2 separate regions of the Zea mays genome follow, and region 2 is linked to region 1. The links are chromatin contacts, called in public Hi-C maps. All regions are on one chromosome and are shown on one strand. Each heading gives the region's core, a stretch centred on a gene start, on an enhancer-like site or on the middle of the called end of the contact. The rest is flanking DNA. Distances are from core to core; before and after follow the strand shown. Region 1 holds the start of LOC100382039. Region 2 holds the start of LOC100272833 (putative protein phosphatase 2C family protein).

The links. Hi-C and Micro-C count contacts between places; a contact is called where the count stands out from the background.
Region 2: a contact with region 1 is called in a Hi-C map of ear, with 2.0 times the contacts expected there. The contact joins the promoter of LOC100272833 here to the promoter of LOC100382039 in region 1. A contact is called at or near these places in 3 of 25 Hi-C or Micro-C datasets (ear, endosperm and tassel).

What each region holds. Positions count from the first base shown.
Region 1 is chr10:130,644,620-130,649,672 of Zm-B73-REFERENCE-NAM-5.0, forward strand. It overlaps LOC100382039, which reads right to left and starts at 2,051. Exons shown (of 9, transcript NM_001361572.1): 1 at 1,776-2,051; 2 at 1,159-1,230; 3 at 36-131. The coding sequence starts at 1,922.
Region 2 is chr10:130,810,930-130,815,982 of Zm-B73-REFERENCE-NAM-5.0, forward strand. LOC100272833 (putative protein phosphatase 2C family protein) reads left to right here and starts at 2,485. Exons shown (of 11, transcript NM_001147286.1): 1 at 2,485-2,556; 2 at 4,509-4,659; 3 at 4,789-4,858; 4 at 5,048-5,053. The coding sequence starts at 4,549.

The DNA of each region.
Region 1 (5,053 bases), core at 801-3,300:
AAAGAAAAGACACCAGCAGAAGGTGAGGGGCTCACAGCTGAATCATTGTGAATCCAGGTCTGATCTTCACCATGAAGCTCTATATCAATCTCTTGCTTGAGCCTTAAAATGTCCTCAGACACATCAACAAGCTGCCAAGAACGGGAAGACCCATAATCAGTATATGGAAATTTGACGAACTGTATACATACCACATGATTCCCAATCACAAACATGGATCATTAATTTATCTAACGTCCATGTCATAGGAAATGTGCCTCCAAAAAAAGATAACCAAGTCTTTATATCTAGACCCATCCAGCCTTTCCAGTTGTCACCCTCTTCAAATTAGAACTATCCATATTCGGGTACACGTAGGAGCTTAAAAATTCAAATTAAATGAAGTCATCTAAAATTGCTACTGACAAGAGAGAAACCCAATCAGCTATGAAGCTTCATGCATTTCTGTTTGACACCTACATATGCAACTTCATCAGCATCCATCTACTGTGAATGCCTCTACATCCATCCTGAGTTTTCTTTAGTTCAGAAAAGTAGACCGACTTTGGATACAGCACTGACTCCAAAATATAAATTTCACAGAGACGTACAAGCGCCAAAGTGTTTACTTAACAAAAAGAAGAAACTGAAAGTGCTACTAACAGAATGGTCATACACCATATTCTTCAGAGCAATATAGAAACTGCTGTAAAAACTATTGGCCGAAGTTGTCATGTTACTGCACAAACACTTAAGAGTAGCATTCACTTGCAAGAGGGGGGCATTTTCTCAAAAAATGTATGCTCTTTTTGCCACAGCTACATTATATGATATACAAGATATTCAAAGAGAATCTCTGCAAACTTCAGATATGACAAGCTACATTATATCAGTGTTATCCTAAACGCTAAACGGTAAACAGTCGGTCATCCTCTGTTTAGCATTTAATCAGACTACACGGGCGTTTAAACGGACTAAAAACGGATTATACGGGATTAAACGGCATAAACAGCCAACACAGTTAGCTACTGAGCAGCGTTTAAACAGCGTGTAAACGGTCTAAACGGCCGTTTAGGATAAAATAGCATTATATACACTGTTCTTTAAAACCATAAAATGACACATCTAAGAAGACATCTGCAGAAATTTGTTTTGTATGAATTATCAGATATTAAGTACCTCACGCAGCTCGAGAAGTTGATCTCTTGTGTAACGAACACGCTCACGTGGCTCAAAATGTGAATCACCGATCTGTACCAAAATATTAGCAATGTCAGGGTAGCACAAATGAGTCTACAGATCCATTGTAACTTCACACTAGCTATAGTATGTGATAAATTGAAGAAAACAAACCCAGTCGAAGCAGAGTGCAGTGTACAAAACAGTTGAGCCTACTGAGAACAAGTCCATGTGTGAAATAAACAGCATAGCAATGAAAGAAAGACTCGTGTTAACTGCTTAGCCACACAATATAGTATCCCAAGGACCACATACATGTGGAAGTGGAGCCCTAGGAGTTGAATCCCTGGGTAGGAGCATGTCATGCATCAGAATCTACCTAATCGCATATCAGGTAGTATCAATCATTTGGTACGCATCAACACCTCATAAGTAAAAACTCATTAAGAGGCGTGGAGACTACTAAATCTGGACGCGCCACCAAGAAGTCTACAATTAACTAGTCCCCTAACAAGGAGATCCGATCGTTTGCCCCGGATCTCCACCTACCGCCCGCCACAAACCAATCGAACCCGCTACGTACAGCAAGCCATCCATCCAGATCGAGCTTTCCTCACCTTGGAGATGCCGGAGGCGCCACCGACGTGCAGGCGGAGGAAGTCTCCGGAAACGGAGGTGGCAAAGGCGGGGGAGAAGAGGCGGCCGGCGCGCGGGCCGCCGCCGCCGCCGGGGCGCAAGCTGATCACAGGCTGATCCGACTGCATGCTTGAGGAGAGAGAATCCGACCAGAAAGCGAATCACGCGGGAGTCGATCAAGGAATCGGCGAGCGCGCGGGGGGAAATCGCAGAGGAATCGAAGGTGGTGTCGGGAGGGTGGAAGGGTTCCGTCTGCGACCCCTCTTTCGAGGTAGATATGAGACGGGAAGGGAGACGGGACGAGGTGGGTTTTATCGGTGGAGCTAGGGCTGTGGGGCTGTATCGTAGTTTGATACGGAGTGGTGAGGGTAGTTTCGTCATTGCGTCCAAGGTTTTGCCAACGAGGCTTGCATCCGACGGTCCTCCGAGGAACCCTTGCTGGCGTGCGCTCGTTCGGGCGGTGACGGGTAATGACGGTTCTGACCAGGTGAGATGGGGATATTTGCAGCTGGGTACCCTTTTGGAGCTGGGCAGGGATGTTATCTCGTCTCCAGCAATACGCCGGTTGGAACCGGCCGTTACTAATATTCTTTTTTAATCTATGGCGAAAATCTCTACTACTATTCCTACTACTATTAAGAAAGCAAAGTAAACGCCTCGTGCGATACCATGGTTACGCCCGTCTCCGCCCTCATCTGCCCCGCCCGCGATGGTAATCACCAAGTCCCCCTCCTCTGCGGCGTTTACCCCAATCTGCCATTCCCACGCCACGAAAGGATCATGCTCCTCCAATGCCCACGGCCACTCCCCAGCGCCGCGCCACCCCCCTCCGCTTCACGCACGACACCAGATCTGCGACGGCGGCTGGTGGACGCCACGCCGCACGTGACGGTGGGTGGCGCTCCACTTTCCGTGCTGTGGCGGTTCGAATACTGACCGCAGCTCACGCCCCTCCCTCCTCTTTTGTCCCTGCAGTGAGGCGGATCCTGCCTAGCCGTGCCAGCCCGGTGGCGATGAGCGTAAGCGGGCGATGGACGACTGCGTCCCCCTACACTTGCTCCTGAGGTACCTACCACTACCAGTTGTGCCGGGTTTCCCTTCCGGCCTTCTCTGCCTTGTCCACGTTCGGTTCTCAACTCACTCTGACGAAGACACACAAAGGAGGGGTCCGTCTAGCTTCTTCTTTGGTAGGTCTCGGTCATCCGTCAACCTGCAGGACGCGACGTCGGCGGTGAGCAGCGCCCGCGACCTGGCCAAGCCAGAGAACCCATTCAACAAGCGCGCGGCAGGTGCTCTAGTACTGCTCCATACGGAGGGTCGCGTCCACCACCTTGCTCAACGCGCTACAGCCCACAGCCAGCGACGACTGCAGTGGCTAGCTAGCTGATGAACGAGTCAACCGTTGGGTACGGGTGCAAACCAAGGAGGACGTACGGGTTACTACACATCAAGTAAGGCATATTTGTTGTTATGATAAGTGCACTCAAACAAGATGTTGTGGGTATAATCAAGCGAAATTGGAAGTCATGAGTTTCTATATGTTCTAAGGACTTGTTCGTTTGTTCAGGAATGGACCAGAAATCATTCCAGCTGATCAAAACTTATATAAATTAGAGAAACAAACCGGCTAAGAATTGTTCCATGTCTCCATTCCCGAAGAAACGAACGACCCCTAAGTGAGATTTCTAAATCGTATACTCCTGTCTCGGGATTATATATGATAAGGTTCTGGTGTTCTGCAGGTACTGTAGATCCTTGCAGTTGATGCCCATGCCTGCTGGTAGTGGGGGTGTTGCTCTTGTTTTATTTGTTTCAAAAGAGCGAAGAGTTCCTAAGGTCCGAATTGAAAACAAACAGCTTCAGAATTTTGTGAAAAAAAGAATTGTTGTTGCGATTGATTCATCTGGACACTATATACGCACCATTGGAGATATTGGTGACAAAAAACATAAACAGGGGAAGGTGTACTTAAATTTTGGAGTTGCATCATGCTTTAAAAGCGTTTAGAAGGGAAGGTTGATAATATTGTTGGTCTATCCAGTTAGAATAATCAATTTTATATCTATTTTGGCATGTATTCATAACCAGAAACCCCAAATATAAAAGAAAAACGGTGTTATTTTTATAAGCGCGGCGTTTCATTTGTTGCCATCACCAATAACATGTTAGAATGGGCTTGTAGAATACAAAAGTATTCACATGTTGCTTTACAATTTTTTAAGTGGTTGAAGGCTTCATTATTGCTTTGTTCGACTAGAGGAGGGCTATGTTTGCACCCAATCTGCCTAGGGCTAGGGTTGGTTCTCGCTCCGCTTGTATTGTAGCTCTTTTGAACTCTACACTCGGTATTGTAACATTATTGTATAAGACTTTGTTCCATCTGATGAAATAAATGTGGTACTAGCCTCCTGTGACTAGTAATTGTATCATATTTGGGTCTCAAAGGATGGGGACGCTTCACAATAGGTTGGTGCAAAGTAGTAAATGTTGAGGGGTCGCACAAGGTTGACCTGTTTATATACATGAGTGGGTGTAGAGGTAAAGGAATTGCAGTGTTCTTTATCATTGTTTTGTGGGATGAAAAATATAATAATTTGTTTCGAAGCTTTGGAGCTTTTATCATTTTCAATAACGAGCTCCAGGAAGATACTTTTTTAGACCGGCACAAGGCCTCACATGTTCATTCCGTGACCTAAGCTCATTACGAAAAACAAACTAATCCTACGAGGGCTAGTGATGGGGCCTCTATTACCGAAGGTCCTCAAAGCATTTTAGTATCAATCAAATGTGTTTCAGTTGCTCCAAAACAACAATGAAGGTGGCTTTCATATAAAGCATTGCATGAACAAGAGACGAAGCTAAGGAGTTTCAATTCGATCGGATTAACGTGTGGACGAGACCAAAGGAGAGAGCTTCGGTTCTGCGACACCGAAACACAAAGAAAATGTGGGTAAGAAAAATCCAATAGTTTGGCCAGCACGACAGAGAAGGGAAAAGTCAGTGTTACCCCTACAAGATTTATAGTTCATGTGTTTAGTCTGTGTGCATGTTTATAATTTCATACGAAGTTGTACCCACCACTATAAATAGGAACATAGTGCCATGCACAAACCTTACTTTTGGACAACTAGGGAGAACTGAATCTCTCCGCCTTCGAAGTCGTATAGCCTTGCCTTCGTGCTCATCTTTGTAAAGCCGAAGGTATAACTGCAATCACTTACGATATTAAACGACAAAGAAGGGTAATAAAATTGTAACA
Region 2 (5,053 bases), core at 1,235-3,734, 170 kb after region 1:
CCGACTTTCGTGAAGGAAGTGAGCCAGAAAATTGCATGCCTCCGCTGGGCTCGGCTCACACTCAGCTCGTATCGTACCAACCGAATGGAGGAGAGTGCAATGAGTTCGCGGAGCGTGGCCGACATGTGGGGCACTGCGGACGCCAAGGCTGATATGCTCGGAAGCCCCACCGTTGGAATTTGGAAACCTGAAAGCATCCCTCACGCAGCCCGAGGCCACGTGCAGGGGAGCACCCCACCTCCAAGTCCACCTCGCTGCCTCCCCTCTCTTGTCTCCTTCTCCCTTCACGATGAGGCAACGACGCAACGTCGTGAGGCTAGGCCGCTAGGGCTAGTACACACCGCGGCTGGCTGGCTGGGCTCCGATGTCCATGTGGTGGCCGCTGTTTGTGGAACGCCATGACACGAGGGTTGGCCAGCCAGGGGCGGAGCCAAGGGGGGCCGGCAGGGGCCATGGCCCCTCCCAAGGCTGCAAGACAGACAAGAATATATATATATATATATATATATATATATATATATATATATATTGTAAATTTTGTATGTCTAAATATATGTGCTTTAAATTTTGTGCAGCACAATTAATCAAATATTTAATATAGTGGTTAGTAATACATGATTCAACTAAAGTTTCAACTAAAGTTGTCACCTTATAATTGGTGTGTACACGACAAAATTGACGTGTACCTGCGTAGTTTGACGAATTTTCATGAATCCTCGAGACTAGTTGGATTTTTGAATTCTCTCAACAAATAGTTAGCTACCTATGAATATTAGAGTCATTGTATAAAAGTTGAATCTTATCAGTCGGATATTCATCGTTATATCGTCTTTATTATTTTGGTATTGTTCTTGCGTCACAACTTTAATTTAATATATCAATTAGCTAGAAAATGGACTCATCCACTAAAATAATCTATAAAGATCTAAAATCCTTATTTCATGTCGAGTGCTTAAACTTGATAATATTATACAATATTTTTTTATCGGATAGTATTGATGAATTGATTGGCCCCCCTTATATCATAATCCTGGCTCCGCCCCTGTGGCCAGCCATTCGTTGTTGCTGGTCATCCGTCTCGCGAGTGTAGCCCACAGAAGCTGCCGCTACCTCGACGCCGGAGCCGTCTGGTGCCGGTGCTGCGATGACCTCGTAAAGGTGCAGCATTGCTCGCTCGCGGGAGGCCGTTGCGCTGCCGCCTCCGCGAGCGGTGGGTGGCATGCCCTAGCCGCTTGACGCGACGAGTGTCAGTTCCAAGTTGTCAGCTTTGGCGCCCGTGTGCGGAATCGTAGGACCACACCAGGTGCTACTCTTACACCAATCCTCGATCGCCTCAAGATTTCTCACGCTGATCATGCATTCATGCTAGCTGTTCTATTTTGATTTTTAGATCCCCAGTGATCGTTGAGCGTATCGAACCTTCCCTCATGCTCACTCCCACATTACAACTATTATCTCTGCCAACCATTAAGTGACACTTTATTTCGCTACAGTTATTATGCCTATGTATTTATGTAACTCTGATCTCGCTACAACTAAGCCTCACGGTACCAATTGATTAAAGTTTGTCCACATAATTTGATGCTTCAATCAATATATATTTAGATCTGAAACGTGCATTTCAAACCTGAAATAAGATAGACAGACAAGGGGAGGAGAATGGAATGCCAAGAGTATCTCCAACAATCTTAAAATGTATGACTCAAATCATAAAAAACAACTCCAATAATATACTATTTTATAATTTTTTTGTCAACAAATATAGGTCACTCAATAAAGTAACCTAAATATATTGCACTCCAAGCTAATGTCATTTTCAACATTTTCTTTTCTAATAATGTTATTCGCTTCTAAAAATATATAAATTAGACTTTAACCGTTGGAGCGCAATTTATTTTTACTATCCTAAACACTTTGAATGATATGGTATTTTTATTTTTGAGCATTATTCTGAGTTACTTTGTTGCTGTAAGGCCTACAGGCTACAGCTGTCGCGGTCAAAAGATAGGCGGCCAGGCGGCTGTAACAAACAGGACAGAGAAATGCCCTCCAAGAAAGAAGTGTGACATAATATCAGCGCACCGTACCGTGTTTCTTTCGAAATTTGGGCTTCACGTCGCCTTAATCCACTTTATCCTATTCGTATTATTAACAAAGAGGGTTAATTGCCGAACCGCATTTTCTTTACTGCACGGCTTGCTATTGATGACAGTGGAATCTGGATTAACCATTTAACCGCCTTCCTGATTGGGCAAGTTAAGAAAAAGTCGGCAAAGGCGGCCACCGGGCTCGCGGCGTGAGCTGTCTGAGCGTGCCGCGTCTGCGCGAGGCCGAGCCGAAGCCGGTGGAGCCGATCCATCGGCGCGTTGCCGCGTTGGCAGGCAGCGCACCCGACTATCCGAGCGAAGCAGGGAGTGGGTGGCGCTGGGTATAAGTGCAAAAGTGACTCTCCCTTGCATGGGACGACCGCATTCTCTTTCCTCTCTCTCGCAGTCTCGCCTCGCCCAACCCAGTCCCTCGCGCGCGCTCTCTCTCCTGCAAGGACCGCCAGGGAAGGTGAGACCGATTTCTGTTCCCTTCCCCAAAACCCCGTCCTCCTCCTCCTCCTCCTCCTCCTTCTAAAGCTCGTAAGACCTCTCTGCCCTCGCGCTGCAATTTCGTCTCACCCGGTGCAATGTTCGTGGTGGTGTTTTGAATTAATGTTGCTGCTGTTTTTCCTTGTCCCCGACCGGATTCCATGCTCGGTGTGCTGGTGATTTTGAATTTGCGAAACCCTGCGAGTTTTCGCCCCGCGTGGGTTTGGTATTGTCGTGAGTTGTTCCTCCGTGTTTTTGGTGCTGTTGGCAGCGTTGTTGCAGTTTGTTGGTTGGTTTTACTGTCCTGGTGGTTTTTGTGGTGGCCAAGGAGGTCGAGGGGGCCGCGGGGGCACCGATATGGCTCCATGGTGATGATCTCCGCTGTCCGCTCGCCTCCCTCCTTCGAACTCGAGCATACAGCTGGTTCTTCTGGTTCTTGTCACCGTCGATCTCTTGACGGCTACTCTTTGCTTTTGTGGGCTAAGGCTTAAATGTGGGAGGTGTGCGGTACTGGTGGGCGCTCTGGTTTGGAGTTCCATTCCCATCCTTCTTCGCAAGGCCCTGGATCTCAGAAACTTTTTGCGCCGTTGTGCCACCAGTTCGGGCTTCGCTTGTGTTGCTGTTGCTTTTCATATGGTGGCTGATTCGGAGCGACAGCGGCTATAGCACCGCGACTCCATGCATGGAGAACTCTATTCGCCTTTCCTCTCGAAAATTCTGACGTCCTTTCATCAACCGTTTATCGTTTAACGCCTCTTGTGTTGTTCTTGCTACTGCTTATGTGCGTCAGAACTCGAGGATAAATCTGCTCATGATCTGTCTAATCTTTTTTGTTTTTGTTTTGGTATCTGTTATGCTCGGCATGTTTGAGAGATCGCTCTTTTTGAATGTGGTCTTAGGGTTTTAGAAACGTGTGGATTTGAACCACTTTTTTCTTATCCCTTTTTCTGTTGATCTCTCGACACTACTGGGCGTGCGATAGGGTCCCTTTTCCTGTTTCCTTGCATTGTGCTCTTTGGCCGAACGTTGGACCTCCATCTTGATTTTCTTTTGCTGAACAATTTCAGATCGTTGTTGCCGTGCCAGCATGCACTGCAAACTGCATGCCGTTTTATTTTCTCCCCCTTGCCTTTTATGTTTATGTCAGGGAGTTGGCATTTCTGGCTTACTATCAGTGTAAGTTAAGCTTGCAAAATCGAGTGTGTTTTCTTGTCTATTACTATAATTTCTTGTCAACAATGTTATGTAGTGGCATATCGCTATGTAGTTACTTCCTGTCAGTAAAGAGTGTAATGCTAAAGCACCACTAAATCATGACTGTTGCTTGTTTCACTTCATCCAGATAAAGTGCCTATACGATTAGTTTGTCATTCAGTATGTTGAAGTAATGATCATCAAAATTCTACAAGCTGAAATTGGTATTCTGATTTTGACATGAAGCTGCGTGTTATCGCAAAATCTCAATTCACTTTAGCGTTAGTTTTTGAAATAAATCTTAGGTTCAGAACCTTATTAATGCATCCTTGAAAAACTGCTACTTCTCATATTATACAATTGTTCTGTAATGCGCCCAAATTAAAGGCCCTGTTTCCAAACCTCGGTAAAATCCTGCATGCCATTCAAAATTGTCTCTGTTGGTTCCTGACCATAGAAATGGTCAAGAGAAGGTGAGTTCTGCACTGAGCTTGACAAGCAATGATGTATGCCTACTATCTATGTTTTCTTTCTGCAATGAGGTCCTAATTTGCATAGGACAATGCCAGTGCTAGTGAAACTTTCTATTTGTATTTCATCAATGCTGGCACTTATGTGATCGTAGATCTGATGTTAGTCCATCTTAATATAAAGATAAGCAGCTCTCCCGTGTGTTCATTTCCAAAATCTTATGTTAGTTTGTTCATTTCTAAAAAAATCTTGGTTGTGAATTTTTAGGATATTTTACTCACACTAGTACGCAACAGGATATTACACAATGTCACTTGCTGTACCTGTGACACTAAAGACTACTCAGAGCGGTGAGAATGAAAGACTTGAATACGCCGTGTCAGCTATGCAAGGATACCGTTTAAATATGGAGGATGCTGTGAGTAATCTACCAGCCTTTTGTAGGATCATTGGGTGCATAGTTATATGAAATATGCATGATTGACTTGCTAGTCGCTAAAAATTGCTGCTAGACAAGTGAAGCCTCATGTGTAACCTTTCTCTGCAGCATGCAATTGTCCTGAATCTTGATGCTGCAACTGGCACATCATTCTTTGGTGTTTATGATGGCCATGGAGGTCCGATCTTCACCCTAATCCTCTTGAACAAGTTTCAAATGCATGATGCCAAAAGACAGACCAATGTTTAGCTACTTGTGTCCATTGCATTCTTACTATGCATTCATGAGTACTGTTGACTCGTTATTTTGTTTTTAGCAATAGGTACGATTTACCATGGTATTTGATTTATTTGAAATTCTGTTTCAGGACCTG